Linked DNA regions of Ovis aries: region 1 is linked to region 2. The links are chromatin contacts, called in public Hi-C maps. All regions are on one chromosome and are shown on one strand. The core of a region is the stretch at or near the end of the contact, and the rest is flanking DNA. Distances in the headings are between cores, read along the strand shown.

Region 1 (2,700 bases), core at 63-2,562, 110 kb after region 2:
TTCCAATGAGCTGGCTCTTCCCATCAGGTGGCCAAAGTACTGGAACTTCAGCATTAGTACTTTCAATGTAGTCAGGGTTAATTTCTTTTAAGATTGACTGGTTTGATCTCCTTGAAGTCCAAGGGACTCAAGAGTCTTCTCCAACACCACAGTTCAAAAACATCAATTATTTGGTGTTCAGCCGTCTTTATGGTCCCTTCATGGATCACAGCCTTGTCCTGGGGAAGGGGCTTAGACAATTCAACGAAATTATAAGCCATGCTGTGCCAGGCCACCCAAGATGGATAGGTCATAGCAAAAGGTTCTGACAACACAGAACACGGTCCACCGGAGGAGGGAATGGCAAACCACTCCAGTATTCTTGTCCTGAGAACCCCATGAACAGTATGAAAATGGAAAAAGACATCAAAAGTACAAGACCCCCTAATAACACGCTCACGGATGCGCTCCTTAGCACAAGATTTGAGTCCTCTCTCTCTCTACCAGTAAGTTAAATCTTTTCTAAGTAACACTTGCAGGCTAAACTGACGCGCACTTCGCAGAATCAGAGCTTAATGTCAGTTATAATGTGCATCACGGGAGTAGGACCCCTCCCTCTAGCCTTGCGTGTTTAAGGTTGGCTTTTATGTTAACCTTAAAATAGCTGTGATAAAATATAAACGTGAGCTGCAGACTAGTGCCTTAATATCTCAGTCCCCTTGTCTCTCGCTTTGTGTAAAAGTTGAATCTTTCAACAATTACTTTTTCAGACACTGTGTGATTCCTACCAATCCCACACGGAACCAAACGGCAACCAGCGGCAGACGAACTCGAGCAGTGCGCGCCTCCGCGGAAGGAGAGCGCCCTCCGCCGCCCGCCCGGACCGAGGCTGGGTTCCGCTCCGCTTCAGAGGCGGTTTGCCCGTTTCCCTGCAGCAGCTCCCGTTCTGCCCGGCTGCGTCCCCGCCCAGAGAGCCGCTGGGCCGAGCTCCGGCCGCGCTCAGCCCCACTCCGCACCCCTTTCCCCTCGGCCCCACGCGAATCCCGGCCCAGCAGTCGCGCAAGGCTTCGCGGGCCAGCCTGTCGGTTGCTAGGAGACAGGAGGGCGCAGGCGCGCTGGGGAGGCCGCGGGGCACGCCGGGCCGGCGGTCGCTCGTTGCTCTACTGCCCAGGCTGTCGGTTGCTAGGAGGAATGGCGGCGCAAGCGCGTTAGGAGAGGCCGCTCCGGGGCGCCGTCTTCCAGTTGCTAGGAGGAGGAGAAGCGCAGGCGCGCTGGGGACGGCCGAGGGGCAGGCCGGGCCGGCTGTTGCTCGGTGCTCGGCTACCCCGCCTGCAGGTTGCTAGGAGGCGGGACGCCGGCTGGGGGCGCGGGAGCCCGAGCGTGTTTCCTGGCCTGACCGGCCGGAGGGCGACGCGGCCTCCGGGGCCTGCGCGCAGCGATGGAGTCGGGGAAGGTGGGTGCAGACGCCACGCGGGCAAGCCCGTGCTTGCCGGGGCCGCTTCCTCCTCGGGGGCGGGAGGCGCCGCGGGCCTGCGCTGTGGGACCTTAGCGGCGTGTCTTACTTCCCAACGGATACATCGGGGCAGTACGAGTAGGGCTGGATGAGGTTCTAAACGTTAAGGTGCTCAGTAACTAACTCAGTAACTGAGCTGTCCCGTAAAAGATGAGGAGTTACTTTGCATGCATTTTCCTCCCTTTTTTTGTCTTCTGTCGTTCACTTTTATCTTAGTAATATCGATTAGAAGTTAGAGCATCAACTTCCCGACTTCCATCGTCTTCTGCACCGGTTCTTCACATTTTCATAAGTTATTCTGTAACTTGTTTTCTGTGATTTGTTTATAGGAAGTTTTAAAAGTTGTGTTAACCAAAATTGTAGAAAAGGAGACTTGGTTGAGGTTAAAAGGTGTTTATGTGGCGTATGTTACGACTGCAGCTTGGGAGACACAGATTCAAGCTCTTGAACTGTGTTCCCCGATTGCAAAGTGGGGGAGGCTTATAAAGGCAAGAATTTACAATGTTACATTTAGCTGCTTGAGTTGTTTGTCAAGAATTATCACTGGAGCTGGGAGGAGATCAGGGCTTGCTTGGGGTCCTTGCCGCTGCTAAGTGCTGTTCTGGTCGCTGGTGGCGATCTTGGGCGTGGTGCTGTTCAGAGACAGTTCATTGCTCGGTGCTGTGGGGGGGTGTCTGAGGACCCTCAGGGGCCACCCCTTTTGTTTGCCTGAACTGGGGTCGCGTCATTGTAATGTCCGCTTGCCACCAGTTGTCATATCGTGATTATATAAGCAGAGTTGACTGCAGAGCTAAGTTGTGTGCTTGGACCAAGGGGGAGAGCGCAGTCTTGCTGCTCAAAGAGCGATGTGGGCATGCGTATACCTAAATATACGTGAGTAGGAGGGTTGGTTTGTATAAGTTACACTTGCATAAGGAGGTTGGAGGTTCTGCTGTTCAGGCATCTCTTCTGGAGTTTTCCTTTGTCTTCAGGCTGCGGTTTATTCCTCTCAAGGGGGAAAACACTGCCTCCCTACTTGGAGCCTCAGTTTTAATTTATTTACCTTTATCTGCCTAACAGGATGGGACCCTGGCGGAGCAGAGGGCAGGAGGAGGCAGGGGCTCCTGGTCTGAATCACAGTGGCTAAGCATATTGTAGGGTGATGCCTGGGGTTTTGATGGGCATGAGGAGCCCTGTGTCATTTTACAGTTTAAAGAATTTAAACGAGA
Region 2 (2,700 bases), core at 147-2,646:
AGATAGCATATTCAAAAGCAGAGACATTACTTTGCTGACTAAGGTCCATCTAGTCAAGGCTATGGTTTTTCCTGTGCTCATGTATGGATGTGAGAGTTGGTCTGTGAAGAAAGCTGAGAACTAAAGAATTGATGCTTTTGAACTGTGGTGTTGGAGAAGACTCTTGAGAGTCCCTTGGACTGCAAGGAGATCCAACCAGTCCATTCTGAAGGAGATCAGCCCTGGGTGTTCATGGGAAGGACTGATTTTGTAGCTGAAGCTCCAGTACTGTGGCCACCTGATGCGAAGAGTTGACTCATTGGAAAAGACTCTGATGCTGGGAGGGATTGGGGGCAGGAGGAGAAGGGGACAACCGAGGATGAGATGGCTGGATGGCATCACTGACTCGACTGACATGAGTTTGAGTGAACTCTGGGAGTTGGTGATGGACAGGGAGGCCTGGCATGCTGCGATTCATGGGATTGCAGAGTCGGATACGACTGAGCGACTGAACTGAACTGAACGTGTTCACCAATAAAGAGCTCAGCCTCCCAAGCTGAAGCAGCTTGCAAACCTGCAGACAAGTGAAAGGGAATCTTAGGTTATTTGATATGAAATATCAGCGTGAAAATGAAAGCAAAGTCGGACAAAAGAAAACCCGTCTCCATCCCATGGGGGTGGGCTTGCACACAGAACAGAGGATTGCCCCTTTACACTTTTACTTATTTAGAAAACTGCCATGAACAGCTTGCCTTTCACCTTGGGGACACATCCAGCCCTGCTGTTGGTAGCAGTGAAATTACCCAGCACCTGAGGACCAGCCTTCCCCACACTGTCGGATTCTAGAGAAGCTTCTAGTAAAGGATGCGTCTTGTGTGCGACTGTCCCGTTTGGGACTGGGGACAGGAACCAGCCTGGAGCCTGAGTGCAGCGATGCGTAGCCCGTGACTGGGCCCTCCTGGCTGGCAGAGGAAACCCTCCTGGGGTTGCCATGGTGCTGCCTAGCCTGGCCCCCGGGCCCTCGTCTGCAGTTACTTCAAGTAGAACCCTCCAGGCCTCAGAAAGCAGGCACCGCCCGGGGTGGGCATACGGCCCGGGGTGGGCATACCGCCCAGGGTGTGCAGGGACCTGGTGGAAGTCTCGTGGGCCAGGCCAGGCATCCTGAAGGGCACCTGGGTTGGGGGGGGGGGGCACTGAAGGGCATCTGGGTCCTGGGGGTGGGGGGGCACCTGGGTGCTCTTGGTCACCACATGTGGGGCACACGGCAGCCAGTTTGGGAAAGTTCAGGGCAGAAAGATTAGGGCTTCTGCACATATCTGTATCTTACGCCGCGATGAATGAAAACAAACTGGCCTGCTTGTGCCGCGAGGAGTGGCCCTCGGAGGCCCCGGCCCACAGGCCTAGGCAGGCCGCGGGCAGCAGATGGCGCCCGTGGGGCCGCTGCGCGGGGGCCCGCAGCCGGCGCAGAGCTGAGGCCGCGGAGGCTGCCCCCGACCCGCGCACGCCAGGCGCCTTCCCACGGACCCCGCGACACGGCCCCTGCGTCCCGCTCGCTCGCCAGGCACGGCTGCAGCCGCTCCGGCCCCCTGGGTCCGCCCAGCCGAGGCCGAGCCGCGTGCGGGGCCGCGCGGGCCGCTCTGACCGGGGCTCCGCTCTCGGCCCGGCCACTCCCGGTAGAAGCAGATGACCGACTCCCACGGGGATGGCCGGAAGCAGACGTCCGTCCTCGGCCGGCCCTTGCAGGGCAGGTGGAGCGGTGAGGAGAGAACGGGGACACGCCGCCCTTCCTGCCGTGGGAGTCCTGCTGGAGATGGGCTCTTCCAGCGCTGGGCACGGGCTCCCGCGTCCTGGCCTCAGGCGTTGCGCGGAAGCCACTGGCGGGACCTCACCGCGCGCTGGTGGAAGCGCCCGAGCCTGCCCGCCCTCCTCACGGCTGAGCCGCGCCTGCGGCGGCGCCTGGCGAGCGCCGTTCGCGCGGGACGCTTCCGGTCACGTGGCCCATTGCGCTTCCGGGTCCCGCTGCCCCCTCCCCTCCGGGGCTTCGCGAGCGGCCTGGTCCGCGCTGCGTCCTGCTCGCTGTGCCCGCGGGAGAGGAGACGTCTGTGACTCGGCCTCCAGCTTCTGGCTCTTCGTCAGCTCCAGCCTATCGCTGAACGTCAGGGACATTTACATCCCATGTACTGTGGTTTACACTCCAGAGTTCTTATTTCATTCTTCTGATCATTTCTCTTTCCCTGAAAATCACTCTACTTTCTGTGAATTCTTTGGATAGTTTTCTTTGAACATACTTGCCTCGACTGAGATATTTTTCACTTAGTAGCTTCTTGGATAAATTGTCTAGAAGGCATGTTCTTGTTCACATGCTGCCTCTGAAGTCTCCACTCAGTCAATTTGGTCAGCTACTGACCAGTCAGAGGTTTCTTTAATACTTTGGGCTCCTCTCCCAGTATTCTTGGGCTTCCCTGAAAGCTCAGCTGGTAAAGAATCCGCCTGCAATGCGGGCAGGGTCTGATCCCTGCCTTGGGAAGATCCCCTGGAGAAGGGAACGGCTGCCCACTGCAGTGTTCTGGCCTGGACAGTTCCATGGACTGTGTAGTCCGTGGGGTCGCAGAGGCACGACTGAGCGACTGTCCCCTTCCTGGTACTTGGGGAGAGCTGGAGGGGGGGGGGGTGTTGTTTTCAGTGCCCCATCACGTGGTCCTGCTCGGCCCTCACCCCCGC

The links. A called contact is a pair of places that touch in the nucleus more often than the background predicts.
Region 1: a Hi-C map of liver shows a contact between it and region 2, with 5 times the contacts expected there. The contact joins the promoter of DYNC2I1 here to the enhancer-like site in region 2. A contact is called at or near these places in 11 of 16 Hi-C or Micro-C datasets (blood, liver, mesenteric adipose tissue and 5 more).

Annotation. Positions count from the first base shown.
Region 1 is chr4:121,117,717-121,120,416 of ARS-UI_Ramb_v3.0, forward strand. DYNC2I1 (dynein 2 intermediate chain 1) reads left to right here and starts at 1,313. Exons shown (of 23, transcript XM_060415248.1): 1 at 1,313-1,432. The coding sequence starts at 1,418. It overlaps LOC121819483 (a long non-coding RNA gene), which reads right to left and starts at 1,070. Exons shown (of 2, transcript XR_009600587.1): 1 at 1-1,070.
Region 2 is chr4:121,009,980-121,012,679 of ARS-UI_Ramb_v3.0, forward strand. No RefSeq gene overlaps it. Among named protein-coding and RNA genes, the nearest start is that of NCAPG2, 20 kb to the left of the region's middle. Within about 2 kb of position 1,397, at least 51 of the 54 cell types and tissues checked have an H3K27ac peak or open chromatin away from gene starts, as enhancers often do. A contact at or near this core is called in liver and tail adipose tissue, where this site is marked.